Linked DNA regions of Anser cygnoides: region 1 is linked to region 2. Evidence: chromatin contacts called from public Hi-C data. All regions are on one chromosome and are shown on one strand. Each heading gives the region's core, a stretch centred on a gene start, on an enhancer-like site or on the middle of the called end of the contact. The rest is flanking DNA. Distances are from core to core; before and after follow the strand shown.

Evidence for each region. A called contact is a pair of places that touch in the nucleus more often than the background predicts.
Region 1: a Hi-C map of liver shows a contact between it and region 2, with 9 times the contacts expected there. The contact joins two enhancer-like sites. A contact is called at or near these places in 2 of 7 Hi-C or Micro-C datasets (both in liver).

The regions. Positions count from the first base shown.
Region 1 is chr1:118,295,529-118,299,866 of Taihu_goose_T2T_genome, forward strand. It overlaps PDXK (pyridoxal kinase), which reads left to right. Exons shown (of 11, transcript XM_066979637.1): 2 at 1,474-1,528. It also overlaps the pseudogene LOC136786600. Among named protein-coding and RNA genes, the nearest start is that of PDXK, 22 kb to the left of the region's middle. Within about 2 kb of position 2,708, at least 1 of the 3 cell types and tissues checked has open chromatin away from gene starts, as enhancers often do. A contact at or near this core is called in liver, where this site is marked.
Region 2 is chr1:118,146,811-118,151,089 of Taihu_goose_T2T_genome, forward strand. The region is part of intron 1 of LOC136786604 (a long non-coding RNA gene); the gene reads left to right. Among named protein-coding and RNA genes, the nearest start is that of SIK1, 17 kb to the left of the region's middle. Within about 2 kb of position 2,156, at least 1 of the 3 cell types and tissues checked has open chromatin away from gene starts, as enhancers often do. A contact at or near this core is called in liver, where this site is marked.

The DNA.
Region 1 (4,338 bases), core at 1,458-3,957, 150 kb after region 2:
AGTAGAAGCTGAATTTAATTTTAACTTGATCAGGCTGAGACAACCCACCATTCTGTCTGTCATTATTGTAAGATTACTTAGCTGCCTAGTTAAGAATGAACAGAAAGCTTTATTAAATACTGCAGTAAGAGACTTAGTAAGACCCATTTAGACACTGAGCTGTAGCACGACAGAAATGCAGTGCCTGCAGGCAGAAGGAGCTATCCATTGCAGCACATACCTCCATCTTGTAATGACCCAGGGTTTGAAATAAAGGGCTTGTTACTTAATGGCTTTATGTGAGGGAGAAGGTACAAGCACTGAGGAAATCTCATGTCTGGTACAATACACACAGAGGTTTTTAATGCATGTGAAGGGGTCGCCTTCGTGATGAAAAGAGAGAGAGATGTGCTTCTCAGGGAAAAACGTGACTGGTAAAAGCCTCATTTATTCATTCCCCCCTCCTCAGCAAATTGCCTGAAAATGGATCATGAACAGTGATGCATCGTTACTGTTATCTCCTGGTATGACTCACTGTGCCATATATAGCAGCTCTTCTTTTGAGGAGAATTCTTACTCAGAGCAAGTAGGATGTGAAAGCAAATATTAAATGTCAGACTGTTATGTCACTGTTGCATTAGAATTTCTCTGGTTGTAGACAAAAATGTCTAAAAATGGCTTGAACAGTAATCCCTAATTCTATTGAACAGGTATTATCAGGCTAATAATCCTCGTTAGTTTTCTCCTGACTTGGTGTTCTTATTTTCAAAATATTTATCTCTTTTTGGGCAGCAGGAATGTGTTTGTTGATTGCACTAGCAAATTATTTCTTTCAGTATTTGGATTGCTGGTAATGCAAGGTAGCAGATGGGTTTGGAGCATGCTTTAGGATTTATTTTTTTTTTAGTTTGTCCTTTTAGAAGGTCTTTCCCTTTGATTGCCTAATTTTCCCCAAATTAATTCTCTCTGATTTCTTTCTATTCTCTTAGCACTGAGCTGTAAAGAACCTACTTGTGAAATCCAAGTATTGCTCATCACATTGATCCCATTTAAGGATTCTTCTGTCCTTTTTTTAGAAAGATTGGCTTTCTGAAATATGAGCAGCATCCTCCCTCCATATTTTGCATTCATTTATTACCTTGAAATTCAGACTGCTTTTCTTGCCAAGAAAAACTAGCCAAGGCTTTCTTCATGGCTTCTGTCATTGCTGCTGGGACAACCTCTCCATCCTTGTCCCCAGATGAACTCTTGCCTGAGGATTCAGGGCTCTGTTTTTCTGGTGTTGTTGCCAATGTCACTTTTTCCATTCTGTGCTAAAGTACTGCATTGTTTGTTTACGTTGCATGTATGTTGACTCAGCTTTCACTGTGAAACAGCACTAAAAATTTTTAAATGTGCTGTGAGAAATAAGAATGCTGTCTTATGTTTTGTGATTCCAGTAACATATTGACAAAGCTGTATTAGTAAAAGAAATATTGCTGTGTTTTATTACAGGTTTTGGGATTTGAAGTTGACACTGTGAACTCAGTCCAGTTTTCAAACCATACAGGTAAAATATTTACATGTACCTTAAAGACACCACCGCACCATCACTCAGCTGTACTCAACGTGTGGCTCAGCTTATCACATGACAGTGGAAAGGAGTTCTCTTTCACTCCCATTTTCAGGATATCAAACATAAATGTAATTTTCAAGTCTCTCAGAAGTCTGTGGATTTGGGATTAGAGCATGATATGACATGGTAATGGCCTGTTCTGCTACTTCAGAGTGTGAGTTTCTTTTATTAGGCAGTAATATAATTAGCTCAGACAGTGAGATAACATAACTACGGCCAGCTACACAGCCAGTTCTGTGAACAGGGAAGTCTTCAGTACTGCATTCTGTACTGTATGGCCCTATGATGCTCATAATCACATTACCAACCACAAACATCAGAATAATACTGAGCTAAACAAAACATTCCCACTCTTCGTGCCCATCCAGAAGGTGAGCAATTATCCTTAAATCACATTTTGGAGGGAGGGATGAGGTGTTAATACATTTGGGTGTATTTTTACTTGAGTCCTAAGCCTGAACATGAACAAAATATGATGTACTTGCATCATACTTTAATATGTTTCTTCATACTTTAATATGACTCTTTAATATGCATAGTGCTAGAAAACTTTATTTTTCAAAAGAAAGATGAAATTTCTTTATTTAAAAAAACTTTTCGCCTGTAAAGGAGCTCCAAGTGCCTTGCTATTTTTGAATCAATGAAGGCACATCTACTTTAATGGTGGTGGCAGATTGTTTGAGGGGAGATGTACTCTAGGTAAAATCAAGGAACAAATCTTGACTTCAGTGACTTAGAAAAGAGCAAAGTGGTTTCTGACAAAAAAAAAAAAAAGACAAATACTTACATAATATCCTAGTCTCTTAGAGGTACAACTGTATTAATCAGCTGCTAAATTTTGGAACAGAGAGGAACAGAGAGCAGATCGGGAAGCCTCTGTTCTCTCTTAGCATGTTCATTTCCAGGCAGCTTTCAAAAGCTTGTAAGATGTTCCTATCATGGAAGGAATTTCATATCAGCAGGGTTTCACCCTGGAAAAAGGAAACAAATACTTCAAAGGTAGGTAGAAAGCCATCTCTTCTTGTTGAGGAAAGGCATGAAAGAAGTAATAATTAAACAAAGACTTGGGGGTTCTTCCTGGCTCAGGCAAAAAGCTATTTATTCTGCTTGCAACCTTTGGCACAGTACAAAGGTTTGATCATGCTTTGAGAGATCTTTTGATCAACCTATTTCATTAATGTATTTAGTTTTGGAGTTTGAGATTTTGTTATTTTGTTTTCTTTTGTTTCATTTTTGATAGCTGGGTAAAACTGTTGTAATCGTCCAGGAATTAAGCATTTTTTTCACCTGAAGTAATAACTAAAAACTGAAAATGGATTAGCACCTGTCATTTGTTGGCTTTCAGTTTTAAGAATAAAACAACTTCATAGGGCATTAAAAGAGCTTATATTGGACCAAAAACTGAATGTGTCTAAAGGTAGGTAAATTACATTACCAGTAGGATGACCAGACAATGAAGATTGTAGAAGGAACAATAAATTAGCAATTTATTTATTTATTTATTTATTTATTTATTTAGAAGGCCTAAATGAACCTCCAAAAACTAAAAATGTCTCTGAGATCACAAGCCTTTAAAATATTTGGAACTTTTAATTTGTCTTCTGGAATTTAGGAGTTATGTTATCAGTTTGGTTTTTTTTTCTTTAGTCTTGATTGTCTTAGTAAATGTGGTAAAAAAAAAAAAGCAAAACAACAAAGACTGGTGCACAATCTCTTGACTTTGGGAAACAAAGTTTTCAGAAGAAAATCAAAATACAGTAAGTCCTTGGCACTTGTCAAGAGTAAATAAAAGGAGGTTCTATTTAGAAGATTTGGTTATTTGGATGAAAAAAGAAGGAATGGAAAAGAAAGGAAGGGGATGTATTCTCTTTTATGACATGTCTAGTTTTCTAGCACTCGTTTTTCCATGAAATCTTTTCCACCCTTTCTGAAGTCGTAGATTCTAAGCCCAGTTTTGCAAAGCCAAAGGGCTTTGCACGTTCCCTGTGCTAGAGGAACATCCAGTGCTGTCCTCACGGAGACTTTTGTCCAGCCTGAACATTTATTTATGCATGCCTGCACACAAGTCAATGTACGTGCAGCCTGTGCTACTGCTGGGACTAGTGAACAGGATGTGCTGTGTTGGGCTGTGACTTGCGTCTGGAGCAGTGCCACAACACACAGGGATCATGTGCTGGATAAGCTGGGAAGAAAACTGGTGATTTACTTAGGAGAACAACATCTTATGAGAAACTTTGCTGTGGTCATGATTAAAGCTGAAGAGTAAACTTGTGCTTCAAAGTCTAGCTGGGAACGCTGGTTTCTAAAAGAGTGCAACATGCCAGAGGGGGCAAAGGTAGCAAAGTGTGTGACGTGGTGTTTGGACATGGCCTTCTTTCTTTCCTCATCTCCATCTTTAAACTTGGTCATGTCAGCGAAAGATAAAACACAGGGAGAATTCATGACTAACAGGCCTTCTTCAGTGAATCATTATAGCTCTTTTTTTGCCCTGTTTTTAAATGATTAAGATACCTCAGGGCTATTTCTGCTGACTTCTGCTCAGAAAATTCAGCCTTCTTTAGTCTCTGATAATCCTGAAATTCGGAAAATGTGTTTTAAGTCAGCTCCCCTGGGAGAACAGTTTGTCATATTGCTTGGTGAGGAACTTTTACGCTATGATTAGAGTGACTCACCCTTGAATGGCATCGTGCTTCTTGTACAAATAAAAAAAAAAAAAGCTGTCATGCAACCTACAGAGATTTTGG
Region 2 (4,279 bases), core at 906-3,405:
TTTAAAGGCGACATCTCCAAGTGGAACTCACCAGTATGGCTTTCTCAGTCTGAATGATCTGTAGCACCCCAAAACAAAGTGCTAACTCGGTATACACTGAGCCCACTGCAGGCTTAATTAAATCATTTCATGATCCCACCCCATGCTGCTGGAAGAGCAGGTCAAAATATTCTCAAATAAGCAGGTACCAAGTAAAAGCAAGGTCAGTGTTTAAGAGCCCATGGCTTGTGTGAGGCAGAAGAAATTCTCTGGGTGCTTACTAGATCACTTTAAAATAGCTGGTGTGGGGGAAAGGGATGCATTTACCTACAAATATCCAATCACCTCCTGCAAAGTGAGTTCTATTTTCTGGGCTCTCTTGGAAACAGCCCTGTAGATGGGAGCATCCCGACCATCGCACAGGAGGCATTTTCAAACCACACTAATGTGCAGTGAGGTGGAGGCTCTAAGTGCTGGTTCAGACCTTCTGGAGAAGGTCAAGACCCTGTTTAACTTCCATTAATGTCACTCCAGTCACTTTTGATGGTACTGAATAGAAAAGGGAAAAAAGGGAAAGATAAAAACAATCTTAAAAGCTTTGCAAAAATACCACATTTTTAAAGACAGACGCATTTGCTTTAAAGTGACTTTAAAGAGAAAGAAAGCATGAAAGGATAAACCTTTCTTCCCAGATTCCCAAATTCTGGGCTGGGCACTGACCGGGACATGATTCAGTGCTTGTCAGGTTCTGCTGATGTGGCCAGCGGATGCGGTCAGGTAGCAGCAGGAAGAGTGGGTCGGGAGGTGTCCCGTCAGCCCACACTTTTGGAGCAGCACAGAGCGAGCAGAACAAAAGTTGAGTTTTACCACTGCCATAACAGCTTGAAGGGTCGGAGAGAAAGGCCATGAGGAGGAGTTCATGTCCAGAAAGAAGAGAAGCAGTGGTCACAAGCTCCGAGTGACCACAAGTGCTTTATGCCATGCATAAATGTCACACCACATTTTAAATACTGGATCAGCCTTGTTCAGCCAGCTCTGGACTGGTGACAAATATGCTGCACTACTTTTTAATGTTTCCCTCAAAGGATTATCTAGCAACAAACACTGCGCTCAAAGAAGTGCTGCTGCTGCATTTCGAGATTTATTTTAACTCTTCAGAAAAACAAAATCTCTGAATCAAAACAAAAAGAGCCACGAAGGAGTGTGGGAAACTTTTTCCTAGATAAACGTGAAGTGACATTGCTGTGCTCCCTCCACCCTGACGAGGCTGCTCGGATGCCACCCGGAGAGGAAGGAGGATGTGTGGTCTAATGAGTAATGTAGGACTTCGCTACAGGGCTCTGAGTCAAGGAGCACCTCAGACAAATCGCTAATTGCCTGTGATTTACTCCCAGTTATCTGAGGAGCAGCAGCCCAGTCCTGGGAACACAGTGAGTGTTTAATCAAGCAGAGCTGGACTGCTGCTTTCAAACCCGGGCTTCCAAAGCATGCAGGATAGTTGCAGCATGTCCTTTAGCCCTCCCAGCAGCGGGGACAAGCCCCCTTTCCAAGTGCAACCTCTTGGCAACCTGCAGGGACCCCAGGCGCAGAGGGGCCAGCCCGTGCCCCCTGTGGCCATGGGGCTGGAAGGGGGTCGGCCGTCAGCTGCATGGAGCCGAGCCAAGTGAGATTTTTTTCAGGCGTCTCAGGCTGGAGGAAGGTTAGCTATTATTACTAGATAAGGCATTTTCCATCCAAATATGACATTTGAAATATTTGCCCCGTTCCCAAATAAGCATTTCTGAGAAGCCTGAACAAAAACAAAGTGTCAGGATTCATTGGTGAGACCGCTGCATGCCGCTGCAACTAACCCACCCCAACCCCCCTGCCCCTGCTCGCTTCCCCCTTTGCCTTCTTTCAAGGAAGAAAAATAAATGTTGAAATTGGAAGGCTTCCAGCAGAACTGAAATTTCATTTTCCAGCAGCCAGGCCAGGAGGGTCCCGTGGGCCCATGGGGTTGGGGGCTGCAGCCACTGCTCCAGGGGGTCCCGGACGTGGTACCAGGCAAGGTGGCAGCTCTACCTGCCCACAGAGCAGTGGGATCCACAGGGATGGGAGCGCTCGCTTTGTGCAGCTTGCTGTGGAAGCCAGTGCTCCTGGTTATGGCTTCCCTTATCGGGACTGTCCCCCACCCCCCCAGCTAGCACCCCATCTGCCTGGGGTGGTCTGCACGCACCTCTCGAGTGCAGGGCTGGGGCCTCGCGGTCAAGCATGCCCTGTGCCAGGCAGCTAGCCAGCCCTGCACTCATGCAGGGCGAGCATCCGGGGAGGATGACCCCTCTCTCTGCTCCACGAAGCTCCTGCGTGACATTTGGCCATTGCCCGCCACATCCAGGGGCAGAGTTCAGAGCCCACGCCGGTGACTCAGCACCTCGCTGCAACACCAGCACAGCGAGCCGCCAGGGCAGCGGGGAGCCGAGCCCACGGCAGGGCTCTCCCAGCCCAATAACCTCCCTGCTGCACCGCGTGCTGCAAGAGCAGGGTGAATCAGCCCGTCCCTTGAGGCTGTTAAACCAGAGGGAAGCTGCTCCTCCAGAGAGCATCCCGCACCCTGCAGATGAGGCGAGGTGAAGCAGGCACCCGGCTGCTACTGGCAGCTCTGCAGCCGCAACTCTTTGTGCCATCAGGCACCGCAGCCACGGGTGGTTTGAAGCACCATCGGTGCCAGGGCTGTGCTCTCCACCTTCGGCAGCACAAGTGCAACGCCTTCCTGTATTGCGGCGCTGTCTCCGTGCCAAGTCCTGCTCCGGCTGACGTCTGACAGAAGTCTTGTCAGATAACCCCGGGGGTCAGCGCGAGCCCGGGGAAGAAAACACCGGCAGGGAGAGTGCTCGATCGCTTGATTGCCACAGCCCTCGGCACTAGCAAGTGTGGGGCTGGAGGGAAATCTGTTGAGAAAGACGAGGTCTTGCAGGGAGCTGCAACAGCTCCCCGGGGAGGGGGCAGTGGGAAAGTGCCATAGATTCACGTTTCCTAATTAACGGCATTGCCACACGACAGAAGAAAGAGAAGTGGAGCAGCATGAAGTGGAGCCCCATTGCCCCCCCTGTGTCTTTCCTCCTGCCCTGTTCTCCTGGGTCCTGTTGTTGGGGATGCATGTATTTCTTCCTCTTACCATTTCTCCCTTGCTGCTGTCACGGTGTCTCGTGATGGGAGAGCTATGTCATGAGGCTCGATTTATTCCCTGTTGGGTTTTGTGGTGGTTCCCCAAGTTACTTTGTCTGGTAACGCCCTTCTTTGCAGCCAGAGCCCCTTCATGGCCAAGCTGAGCACCAGGACCCATCGCAGGGCATCCCCACGCAGTGGGGCTCCAACTACCTGCAGCCTCTTGGGCACCCCACGTGCTCCAAAACTTCTCCGATGCTGTCTGTCAAGAGGGTGACACAGACCGGGCATATTTAACATGACCCAGTGAGCAAAGGGGAAATACAGTTCAGTTCAGTGACAGACAGCAGTTATGGGTATGAGTATCTCTGACAAAAATGCCCCAGTGTAATTGCAGTTGTTCATTTCTCAACCCCTTTCCTCTCTTGCCGCTCTATGCTAGCAAACCAGCCCAGCTTTTCTGTCTCCTGCTCTGCTGGCTGAAGGATCTCTGACTATCTCGGTGGAGAGGGGACTCCCCTAGCACGGCTGGGCAGCGATGCCTTGTGCCACAGGGGCCGGGCCGAGCTGGGCTGCGATCCCACCCGGAGGTGCTGCAGGGAGGGGATGGCCGCCCTCCTGGGAACAGGCCGTGCTCCCTCAGCGCCCAAGGCAGTGCTGAAATGCCGCTCCTGGGGGAAGATGAATAATTTAGGAACAAACTGAAGCCTCTATTGTGTTCCGAGCAGGCTCTCATGTTTGCTTATCACGGCGACGTCTGAGCCCCTTCCTGTAATGCATTTCAGCTATCTGATGAACCTTCGTCATGTTTAGAGAAACATGATGAAGAGAAACCTAGGGTAGTCGTGAACCACTCGTGGTCCATTAAAAGCTAAGAAGCACAGATCATTTAAGAAGGGTTGTCAATGTGGTAGGCATCTCTTCCATCTGGGTCATTCGCTGAACCCACACAGACCACCGGAGCCGGTTTAGGCTCTTTTGATTTTTAAAAGTGGTTCCTGGAGCCGTTCTGGAAGGGCTTTTCCTGGACGGGCCCATGTGTCGGCACCCCTGTCCCAGGGCACGCATGTGACTCAGGGCAGCCGTTTTGATTGAGGCACGCAGGAGGAGGTACTGTGCTTTAAAATTGGAGCTGTCATTAACACTAGAGAGATTT